Regions from separate parts of the Mus musculus genome. Here region 1 is linked to region 2. The links are chromatin contacts, called in public HiChIP or PLAC-seq maps. All regions are on one chromosome and are shown on one strand. The core of a region is the stretch at or near the end of the contact, and the rest is flanking DNA. Distances in the headings are between cores, read along the strand shown. Region 1 has its middle 36 kb from the start of 2410003I16Rik. Region 2 holds the start of Chaf1b (chromatin assembly factor 1, subunit B (p60)).

The links. HiChIP or PLAC-seq counts read pairs in DNA pulled down with a chosen protein or histone mark.
Region 1: a contact with region 2 is called in an H3K4me3 HiChIP or PLAC-seq map of embryonic stem cells, with 19 read pairs. The contact joins the enhancer-like site here to the promoter of Chaf1b in region 2. A contact is called at or near these places in 1 of 484 Hi-C or Micro-C datasets (nephron progenitors), 3 of 115 datasets of contacts at active chromatin or transcription factors (the SCID.adh cell line and embryonic stem cells) and 3 of 9 other capture datasets (adipose tissue, embryonic stem cells and pancreatic islet).

Annotation. Positions count from the first base shown.
Region 1 is chr16:93,971,621-93,977,325 of GRCm38.p6, reverse strand. It overlaps a transcript of Cldn14 not described here. Among named protein-coding and RNA genes, the nearest start is that of 2410003I16Rik, 36 kb to the left of the region's middle. Within about 2 kb of position 3,580, at least 67 of the 459 cell types and tissues checked have an H3K27ac peak or open chromatin away from gene starts, as enhancers often do. A contact at or near this core is called in the SCID.adh cell line and embryonic stem cells, where this site is marked.
Region 2 is chr16:93,881,369-93,887,617 of GRCm38.p6, reverse strand. Chaf1b (chromatin assembly factor 1, subunit B (p60)) reads right to left here and starts at 3,717. Exons shown (of 14, transcript NM_028083.4): 1 at 3,643-3,717; 2 at 2,997-3,152; 3 at 2,127-2,259; 4 at 379-496. The coding sequence starts at 3,122.

The sequences.
Region 1 (5,705 bases), core at 2,331-4,830, 90 kb before region 2:
CCTTATGTGGTAGTGAGCTTGAACCATAAAACTATTTCATTGCTCTCTTATAACTGTAATTTTGTTACTGTTGAGACTTGAAATGTAAATCCCATCTCTGATATGAGACCCTGTGGGGTCGCGACCCACAGGTTGAGAACCACTGTTTGAAAGTCATTTCCTTAGGAATATTTACAAAGCATTCATTTCCATCCAGTGTGCAGCCCCAGCACCATGGGTTATAGGGAGCTTGACCCTTCCTTGTTGTGAGGGTCATCCTGTGTCCCTAACTCTGACCACTAGAGGCCACTAGTGACACTATCATCACTCAGTTGGAGCAATAAAAAATGACTCCAGATAATGCCCAATATCTTGGGTGCAAAGGTGATGGAGACATCTGTCTTCTTCAGAGGAGAATATCTGACTTAGGGCCGTTATTTAAATACCTTCAGCGTCTCCCTAGTAAAAAGGCTTTGGCTGCTTACAAATACTCCAGATTCCACTGTGGTGTAAAATGGTTACAAAAGTTGAAACTTATTGGAAGCTCATGATGGATCTATGTACAAATGTAACTTTTATTCTCCTGATGGAATTGTCGTCTCTGAGGCTTACTGCCTCCCTCTGCTAACCTAGGCCTAGTTCTGGAAGCTTCTTGCCTACAGACAATCTAATCTAGGATTAAAATGTTCTCAGCTTCTGAGACTTACTGCAGAATAAGCTCACCCTTTCTAGTTCTTTCTGAACTCTAGTTAGCTGGTTCAAATCAGCTGTCTGGCAAAAAACTCCTCTTCAGGATAACTGACTCAATCCAGCTTCTCTCTCAGCCTCTGAGTTTTTGCTCTGCCTGGCCTCAAACTAACTGTCAATCTGTTCTAATCTTCCCGCTCCTTCTCATTCTCTGGCTCATTCTTTCTTTACCTTTGTCTACCTTGTTCTCTCCTCAACCTATCTCTGTAAAACCGTCCTGGTAAAACCACCTCCTTCCTCTGCACTGATCTCTTAAGTAGCTTCCCTTTCCTCTCTGAGAGTTGTGCAGATTCTATTCTGTCAAATCTTTCTCTGATTCGTCACTTTGTCTGCCACTCAATTAGACATCACTTTCAAACACAGGTGCTTCCTTCTACAAACTAACTTTACCTTCATTGTTTGGGATTAAAGATGTGTATTAAGTGTGTGCCTGTTTTCCAGCCAGATGGATTAAAGGTGTGTGCTAAGGGCTGAGCCACACCACAACTAACAACAGATTTTTTTTCAGTAAACAGCTTTTTTCAGTCTCAGGGTTCATAGTATGATCAAATATCCTGCAACACGTATGGCGGTTCATTGCCCTCAATTGCTATTCTTGTGTGTCTGAATTTTGGATTAAAAGGTCCACGTTTGCACAATCTTTGGATTTTCACAGCAGAGATCATGCCTGTGCTGAGTGAGGCTCCAACAGAGGCAGAGGGCGGCAAAGCCAGTGACTGGAAGTGAACAGGATGTGCTGTGAACCTTTCTGCTCAGGATGGATTTGAACCGGAGATTCCTCCAGTCAGCCTCAAGACAGAATGTATTTACTTAGAAGCACCATGACTTATGACGATAAATAAACAAGGGGCCAGAGCAAAGACTCGCAGGTTAGGAGCATGCGCTGTATCTGCAAAGGACCAGAATTCAATCCTTGGCACCACGCGGCAGCGCACAACAGCCTGTAACTACTGTCCCAGGAAGATTCAACGCCCTCTTCTGGCTTCCGCAGGCACTGCATGCGCATGTACACAAACACATCTGCAGGCAAAAATACCCATATACACTAAATAATAAATAATTTAAGCCCACAGCTATAAGCCCTGGAGGAAATTATATGGGCAATTGCCCTGGTGCCTAGAATCTGCACTTGTTGAATCAGTCTCTGGAACGGGACCACGGAATCGATTTCCTTAAATGGCACTGAGTATTCGGCGCGCTGTTCAGGAAAAGTAGCTCAGCAGAGTGCAGAGGTGACGTCCTGCCTCATGCAGGCTCCCTAAGATCCGCTTCAATCCCAGAATGAACCAGAGTAGTCTGAGAGTCCACGACCTCGGAAGTGTTACAAAGTCCCAGGCTGCAATCTGTTTCCTGGACGAAGCTGTCCAGAGGACCCTGCGTGGGATCAGCCCACTGACTCGACTCATGCTTACGGAGGGTCTGAAGACCACGTGGGAAGACCATCCTTTCTTGATGAGGTCCATGTTCCAAAACAGGCATGCCCCTCACCCAGCCTCAGTGGGCCTCCGGGGCTGTTTCAGCACAAGCAATCCTAATCCTGGTTTTTAACACTACAGATTCCAGATCATGAGCATTTTAACTAGGTGGCTGTGTGTTAGCATTCTGTCTAAGCTCCACCCCACAGTTACTTGGCAACAGCCAGGTATGCTCCGCCCCACAGCAACAGCCAGGTAGGCCTGACCTACTATGAAAGGGGCTGCTTGCCCGCTCCTTGCTCTCTTGCCCTCTCTTGTTTCTCTCTTGCTCCCTTGCTTTTTCCCTTCCCTCCTCTCTCCCCATTCTCTTCCCGCTCTCTCTCCACGTGCTCATGGCCGGCCACCTCTCCTCTCTCCCCCTCCCCCTCCTCCTCCTCCTTCTTCTTCCTCTCTCTCTCTCTCTCTCTCTCTCTCTCTCTCTCTCTCTCTCTCTCTCTCTTTCTGCTTCTACTACCCTCTTAACTTCCTTCCCCATGCCCTGAATAAACTATTCTACACTATACAATCGTGTGGCTGGTCCCTCCGGGAGAAGGGATGCCTCAGCATGGGCCCACCGAGGCATCCCTTCTCCCATACCTCACCACACATCCTTCTCTCTTTATCTTTTTATAAACACATCAGAGTGTGTGTATGGCGGTGGGGGGGGGGGTCGTTATCAGCTTATTTCAGTTAAAACGTACCACAGAGTCCTGGACTTTAATATGGAACTTCCTTTTGACATAGAAGTTATACTAGGGGCTGTGGAAAGGGACACCCTCCCCCCTGCCAAGTATTTCAATAAGGAAGAAATGAGTCTTCAACCGTTCAGATCCTCAGAGCTCAGGCACCTGAGGAAGTGGACGCACAAGATGCCGATCCAGAGAGAGCAAACTCCTTTTGCTGAGCACTGAGATACTGGGAGGTCCTTTGATGGTCGTCTGTGATCTTCTGCAGGGGCGAGGGGAGTCCTTGTCTTCAAAAAACGTTGCAAGGATGGACTCCAGTGTCTGGACACACGCCTGATGATGTATGTGAAGGATGGTCTTTAACTAGTAACCCCCCAAAAGACCAAACCAAACCCAACTCAGACCCTTACTGCGGCTCGCTCACACCTGAGATTCCAAAACTCTTTAAAAACACTCCTGCAGCCGGGCAGTGGTAACACACACCTTTAATCCCAGCACTTGTGAGGTGGAGGCAGGCAGATTTCTGAGTTCGAGGCCAGCCTGGTCTACAGAGGGAGTTCCAGGACAGCCAGGACTGCACAAAGAAACCCTGTTTCGAAAACAAACAAACAACAACAAAAAATCCACAAACAAAAGCACTCTTGCTAGAACTCATGAGGACACCACTGACTTAAGTGGAGGAACAAAGAAACTCCTCCCCTTCCTCTCTCCGCCCACAGCCCCTCCCCTTCCTCTACCCATACCCCCTTCTCTCCCTCCCCGGCCCCTTCCAGCCTCCCTCTTCTCCCCCTTCCTCTATCTCTCTCTGTGGGTTTCTGTCTGTAATGCCCCTATCCCAGCCCCCGCCCCCACCCCCACCAGAGTCCCCTGCTCTGGTCCAGAGCTGAAGACCCAATAGTTTTCAATTACCAAGAGCCCTGCAAGCCGTTCTGTGTCTACCCACAAACACCACGGCGCCGACCTGTATTTACAGTCCCTTTAGCAAGCAAAGGCAACTGGCACCCACCGAAGTGGCCAGGGCATTGTGGGTTTGTAACTGCGTTCCTTTCAGTGATTAGTAAACCTACTGGGCTAATCGCTGCTCTGGCTGGTCCTTACAGTTGGGCTCCTGTCACCGTTTATCAATCAGATCTCTGCCTATCTCTCCCAGCTGTCCCAGCCCATATAAAGTTGATTTGCAGTCCTGCCTCAAGGAAGGAGTAAGATTCATGCTGAAGTACACATAGAGTAAAACACGGAGACATCTCTTTTAGGCTCAGTGGGCTTGCGAGAGTGTGGTTTGCTTTAGGGAGGGACTGCCTGCCTGTGGCCGGAGCAGGAAAGTTTGAATTCTCCTTAGCCTCAAATTCACTGTTTAGCCCAAGAGAGGTTTCCCTCTGGAGACCCTCGGGGGGGTGTGTGTAACAGGGGGATCGCAGAGGAAAAACGTCAAGGACACCCAGAATCCACGCTGTGGGAGAGTTGGAGACGTCCGAGAGGCTCCGTTCACAGGGTGGGGGTCCCTGTCAGCTCAGACTTGGGTCTCTGATGCAGAGACTGTCCCCAGAAATGTCCACCTTAGGAAAGGCTAGGCAAGAGCAGACTGAGGACCTGGTGAAGGTGCAGGGTGAGCCTCCTGATTCCTGCATGGCATCCCTGCCAGCTCTCTGGTAAATGGAAACCCGGGCTTAGGGGAGCCAAGAGCTTACAGGACTCCTAAGATCTCGAGTGTCACTCTCTGGGTCCCCAAATGAAAACCTAGCTGACAGAGGACCCTGGCTGCAGGTGTGGGAAATTCAGTAATTGGGTAATTCAGTTTCCTCACCTAGTAAAAAGTGGATAGCCCTCAGCATCCCATGCTGCTACCCATTATAGGAACTGACCCAAAACTTAGAAAAACATGAGGAAGGAGGTGACAGAGCTGGGTGACCTTCTGCTTTTCAGAGCCCACTTTCAGCCATGTTAGCTCAGTTTTACCTCATCTCAAGGTGGGAAGAGGTGTGTGTGTGTGTGTGTGTGTGTGTGTGTGTGTGTGTGTATGAGATGTGTGATGTGTATGTAATGTGCATATATGTATAGTGTGTGTGATGTGTGTATATGATATGTGTGTATATATGATGTTTATGTATGTATATATGGTGTGGTGTGTGATATGTGTGTATATGATGTGTATATGTGTATGATGTGTCTTTAAGTATTGTGTGTGTGTGTGTTTGTGATGTGGGGATATGATATGTATTATAATGTGTGTGTGTGTGTTCGTGATGTGGGGATATGATATGTATTATAATGTGTGTGATATGTGTGAGTGTATATGAGTGATGTGTGTGCATGGTGTATGTGTATATGGTGTGTATGTATATGGTGTGTATGTATGGTGTACTTGTGTATGGTATGTGTGTGAGATGTGTGTGTGATGTGTGTGTATGGTGTGTATGTATAATGTGTGTATAGTGTGTGTGTGATGTGTATGTGAAATGTGGGGGGTGTGTGTGTGTGTGTGTGTGTGATATTGACTGGCAGAGCAGGTTTTCCACGTATGGCAATAGAGCCAGATCCTGGGCTCAAGTCCCAGCCTGAGCATGCGTTAGCTGGCCAGCCTTGGGAACACTGCCTCAGTTGACTTCTTCATGAAGTGGCCTGATAAGAATTCAGTCTCATTGAGCTGGTGTAACAATTGTGTACAGTTCTCAACTGTTCTAGTATCCACGGTTACTGCCAAATAACAACATACTGACATAGGACAGTCTAAGACCAGGAACACAGAAAGCCCCTGACCTTAGATGTACGCCGTGACCTACTCCGTCTTTGCTCCCACTGCCTCACACACACTGTATTATTTCTTTGGAGTTTTCATTTG
Region 2 (6,249 bases), core at 2,468-4,967:
TACCTGATTCTTTTTTACTTTCTATTTTCATAATAGAAAGAAAAAAATCTATTTTTATAATGTTTTTATTGTCTTATAAAGTAGGCACAGGCTTTAAGTTAGGTACATAAACTATTAAGGTATTCAGGCTGTAAAGAAGAGTCACTTGGGGGCTGGAACTTAATCACGGTTCTGGCTCCTCCAGAAAAGTCAGGTTTTGTTCTCGGGTAGCACAGAACCTGTGACTGCGGTTCCGAGGAATCTGCTACCCTCTTCTGACCTCAGCAGGCACTCACACACACAACACTCTCAGTCATAAACTAAACAATCATAAATTAGAATAACCAGAATATACCTTCAAATAAAAATGGATTGTGGCCACAGTCCCTCCCCTGTTACCTCAGGGTCTTTACCACAGTCCAGTTCTCCTTATTCAGCTGCGCCTCCTCCTCATCCTGAAAGGCGATCTGCTCCGGCTCCTTGCTGTCATTCATCTTCCACAACAGAATGACGGCATCTGTGAGGTAAATCAGTATAGCATGAACCAGGCCCTTCCATGCCCTCCTTCATGTCTGGAGTTTTAGAGTGTCCTGTATGCTTTATATTGTTCAATGGACTCTCTGGCCATGAGGAGTCACTCATATCCAAGAATATGGCTAGGTGGTGCGTGGTGCATGCCTGTAATCTGGCCCTTGGGAGTCTGAGGCAGGTGGATCTGAAGTGCAAGGTTACATGGTGAGTTTGAGGTTAGCCTGGGCTACACGAGATCCTAGAAAAACACGAAGAATTTGTACAGGGCTAGTAAATCTCCCTTCTTCACCAGCAGGGCAAAACAGATCCCGTCTAGAATCACCACACATGTCAGTAAGCTTCCGGGCAAAATAACCGCCCTCACTGAGACTCTAGAGAACGCCTTAGAGATGGCTGGTCAGGAGGAAGAGAGGCAAGGGTCTGCAGACTGTGCCTGCAGAGCTCCATCTTGATGCACACCCACTTCACAGTGCCCCTGTCAGGACTGAGTGTGGGAATCTTCATGAAGCACCTACAGCTCAGTGGCCTGGACATGGTAAGCCACACATTTCTTCACAGTATCATATGGGCACATCAGCCATGTCAGCCTGACGGAGCAATGGTCTGAACCTGACAATTTCTCCTGAGGTGACTATAGGTTCACTGTGTAACGCGATCCTTTTAGGCCAGTGAAGGAGGGAGCAGGAAATACAGACAAAAAGAGCTCACTCAAAGCTACCCGGAAGCCTAGCTACATACATAGCTCGTCAGGGAGCCTGCTAGAGATGAGATGGCTGGACAGATCAACACTCTTCATGAGCCGACTAAAGGGAGGTTTCGGTCTTCGAGGCTAAGGGACTTTGTAATGGGGAACTGCCCTAGGGCCACCTTATAGGAGACAGCCTATTGCCCCCTCAAAGCTGTTCCACTTACAACAAATATGTGAATGCATGCATGTGGTGTGCGTGTACAATGAATGCATGTACACAGACACTCACACCCCACATATTTTGGGCATTAGGGCGCAGAACGCAACTATTCCTCTTTTTCCAAACCAAAACTAAGGTTTGTTTTACTTTCTACTGTTGTCTAGAGTATTTAATGTACGGTATAAGGATTACTTTTTCTGTATTCTTTTATCTCATTTAAAAACAGGTGCACAATACAAATTAATCTACCCCAAACAGGCACAAATTCTAAACATTCCCGAAGCCCATTAATTACACAGAGGTTCAGTGCTGACTCTGACAACCAGACAAGCCCCTGGGATGCTGACAGATCTACCACACCCAACCAGCCTGCAGGCAACAAATGGAGAAAGAACTATTTTCAGATATATCTTCTGAGTTTAATGGGTGTCCTTCATCTTCCATCTCTGACACACTCCCAAAATGTTACCTGTTTAGTGAGCTGAAAGGCAGCCAGGGGAATAGATACAATAAGCTCAGATCTCACAGTCCTATTCTCTTTCCCTGAAAAGACTGTTACTATTTAGCCAGGCCTGGTCTTGAACTCTCAGTCCTCCTGTCTCAGCCTCCAACATGCTGTGATCACTGGTCCATGTCAACCCAGCTCAAATGTCATTATTAGACAGGAGATTCGTGTCAGGTTTAAGGATTAATAAGGACAATACTTACCATCTCCTCCAGATGCTAAAATCTCCCCAGTTGGAGAAAAGCGTACAACATTGACAGCTTTGGTGTGTCGAGCAAGATTGGAGAGAAATTCCACAATGGCTTTCCCATCTGGCCCCCTCTCCAACTTCCAGATCTGTCGACAGCAAAGCATACATTGCAGAAACACACTAGCCACCTCCTAACTCCCTTCCAGGAGACAACAACTTATCTTCTGGCAGAAAATGCAATTTCTTTTTTGAAACTTTGTAAATCAAAGGAAGTATTAGCAGAAATGCACACCATCAGTCCCCTTACCTGCTATTCCCCTCTTCCAGTTCTTTAGAGCAAATGGGCAAAGCACAGAGCACAGGAGCTAGGCTCAGTATTACTATTTTGAGACAAGGTCTCACCTAGCCCAGGCTGGACTCAAACTCACTACTGTTGAGAATCTCAAACTTCAGATCTGTACCGTATGGGTATTGGGGATACATGCCTGGCACCACAGAGCTCTTCCTAGTTTAGTATTCTAAAATACTGAGAACCCACTTGTAACAATGTAGCAAATAGCCGGGCCGTGGTGGCCCACGCCTTTATTCCCAGCACTTGGGAGTCAGAGGGTTCGAGGTCAGCCTGGTCTACAGAGTTCTAGGACAGCCAGGGCTACACAGAGAAACCCTGTCTTGAAACAACAAACAAAACAAACAAAAACAATGTAGCAAATGTTAAGAAAGCTAATCTTCTCAGCATTCCTTGCTTTCCCCAGGCCTCAGAACTTAGTACACTGGACTAGGTGGCAACCCGACTTGAGTTGCTGCCTTCAGTTTTAAACAAAGGAATGAAAACGTGAGCTCCGCGTAGAACCTCCCCGTATCCTCCCGCCTGTCCATTTACCCTGACGGCGGTGTCCACCCCCGCGGATGCCAGCCTGTGGATCTTCCAGGTTGCCCCATGCTGGAAGTCCAGGCTGTACACTGGCTCCTTGTTGTGCCAGGCGATTTCACACGTGATCACTTTCATCCTCCAGAGTTTCCGCCAGGCAAAGGGAGGCTGGAAACGTTAGCAAAGAGTTAAACAGCGACCCTGGAACATGAAGGGCGAGCCGGGGAAAGAGCACAGAAGCCATTAGCGACGCCGACGGCTCAGACACCTGCAATCTTCAGCTAAAATGCTCCCGCAGGTAGAGAGACTTCCACCAGTGTACGGTTCCGGAAGAGAAAGAAACCAAACACCCCAGACGGAGGCGAGGACGGGCAGCACAGAGCATCGTGTTGAGGTGGGGTCCCAGAGACCGGTACCGGAGTACTGGCTATCATCCCGGGGAGCAGCAAGGGAGGGAGTTCACGGGGAGGGGCGCGGGTCCGGGCGGCCCAACCCGGCCTGGCGGAAGGCGCGCGAGTCCCGGTCCCGGTGGGGACTGTGGTCTGGGACGAACTGCCTTCTGCCTGCGCCCGCGCTGAGATCAGAACTCACGGCCCCGGTGAGGAGCTGCAGCCCAACCCAGGTCAGAAGCGCGGAAGCCGGGTATCAGCAAACCTACCTGCAGTAACTCGGTCCACCCGGGGCCGCCACAGCCCGCAGCTTCCCGCGCGCCGCAGGCCACGCCTCCGGTCACGCCTCCTCGGGGCGGAGTTCCGGGGCGTCCCGCCTCCGCGTGGGCGGGGCTGTCACAAGACAAAGTCTCTGAATGGGAGGGTCCAGGGCATCCCTCCTCCCAGTGGCCAGCAATCTCCCGGCACCTTGGCTTCCGGTGGGCGGAGCTCTGGGCTCTTTTCTTTCTCGTGGGCGGGGCTGTCGCGGCTCGTGGCTCCTGTTGGGCGGGACTGGGAATCCCATTCCCGCGCCTCGGAGGAGTCCAGGCTCGTCCAGCTTTGACGTGCTAACCCGAGATGCAAGACGTCCTACCTACCACGCGTCAGTGTCACATGCTCATCGGACAGATCTTCCCGCCTGGAATTTACGGTCTAGAAAGAAAAGCGGGACTAGAGACGCAGGCAGCTGATTGCACGCTTAGCCAACAGCAGCGGTTCTGTCACCAGCCCCTGCCGGTGATCTCAGCACTCCAGAGGACCCTAAGAGGAAGGTTATCCTCAGCTACAGAGAGTTCCAGGCCAGCCTGAACTAAAGACTAAACAAAAAATATATAACATTTCTTATAGGGCAGATGGGAAACTTTGGGACTCATCTAATATAACCAAATAAGAGTGTCCCAGGCAGTGGATATTTGAGAGCTGTCCTGCCCCACCAAATATCTCAAAATGGCTCTGGAGTTTCAAAATGTCAATAAAACAGCAATGCCTTCGCCCTCTCTTAGCGATGTGACAGACGCCTAGAATGGTTGTTATGATGGTAATCCCAACACTCTGAAGGTGGAAATGGGAAGATGATCAGGAGTTCAAGGTCAACCTTAACTACACAGCAAGATTGAGGCCAGCCTCATGAATGTGTAGGAACTTCCATTCCAATTATGTAATGGTTAATTTATCCACCATGACCTTCTCAATAATGTCACATATTTTTTAAAGATTCTTGTCTCCTATGGTTTTGACTTCTTACAGGCCAGCATATGAAAGTTAAGGTTTTTTTTGTTTTTGTTTTTGTTTTTGTTTTTTTTTTTTTCCAAGACAGGGTTTCTCTGTACAGCCCTGGCTGTCCTGAAACTCATTCTGTAGACCAGGCTGGCCTCGAACTCAGAAATTCACCTGTCTCTGCCTCTCAAGTGTTGAGATTAAAGCCATACACCACCACTGCCCGGCGAAAGTTGGGTTTTTATAAAGAAATGATCTCAAGAGCTGGAGAGGACTCAGCATGTAAGAGCACTGGCTGCTTTGGTCAAGGCCCTGGGTTCAGTTTCCAGAACCCACATGGTGGATCATGACACAGTTCCAGTTAACCCAACACCCTTTTCTGACCTCCAAAAGCACCAGGCACACATATGGTGCACATGCATACATACTGTGATGGCTTGTATATGGTTTGCCCAAGGAGTGGCACTATTAGAAGGTGTGGCTTTGTTGGAGTAGGTGTGTCACTGTGGGTATGGGCTATAAGACCCTCATCCTAGCTGCCCGGAAGCCAGTCTTCTCCTAGCAGCCTTCAGATCAAGATGTGGAACCTTCAGCTCTGCCTGCACCATGCCTGCCTGGATGCTGCCATGCCTTGATGATAATGGACTGAAACTCTGAACCTGTCAGCCAGCCCCAATTAAATGTTGTCCTTATAAGAGTTGCCTTGATTATGGTGTCTCTTCATAGCAATTAAATCCTAAGACACATACATACAGGCAAAACTCACACACATAAAATTTAAAAATCTTTAAAAAAAAATTGGGCTGGTGAGATTACTCAGCCACTATCTTCTGAAGGTCCTGAGTTCAAATCCCAGCAACCACATGGTGGCTCACAACCACCCGTAATGAGATCTGATGCCCTCTGCTGGTACATCTGAAGTCAGCTACAGTGTTCTTATGTATAATAATAAATCTTTGTGCCAGAGCAGCAAGCAGAGGTCCTAAAAATTCAATTCCCAACAACCACATTAAGGCTCACAACCACCTGTACAGCCTGTACAGTGTACTCACATACATTTATGCTTTTTTTTTTTTTTTTGGAGACAAGGTCTCTTGTATCCCAACCCATTATATAGCTCTCAAACACGATGTCACCTCACCTGAGAATGACCTTAAGTTTCTGCTTCTTCTGCTGACTACTTCCTGAGTGCTGGAATTGCAGCATGCACCACCATGCCTGATTTATACACTGCTGATGTATGCACCAGGGTCTTGCGCTCGCTTCCTGAGTTGAACTACATCCTGGCCCCAAGGTATACCTTCTACATTAAAAATACAGAATAGGTTTACAACAAAATAAAAATATACAAGATAGAAAGATTCTGCAGGAAAAACAATCCAACTATCCACTCTAGATCTACCGTGTAGAAACTGTGTCAGAAAGCTACATCATCTTAATGTAATTACCAAATCACAAAAATGTTTCTCAGTGCCATTTTGTCTAAGAACTCACTTATCAACATCAGTAAACCCAAGCCATTTCTATCTGAATTATTAACATGGGTCATATGGCTTCCTGGTTTGCACTTGAGGAATGTATTCTTTTTTTGTTTTGTTTTGTTTTTTTTGTTTTTGGAG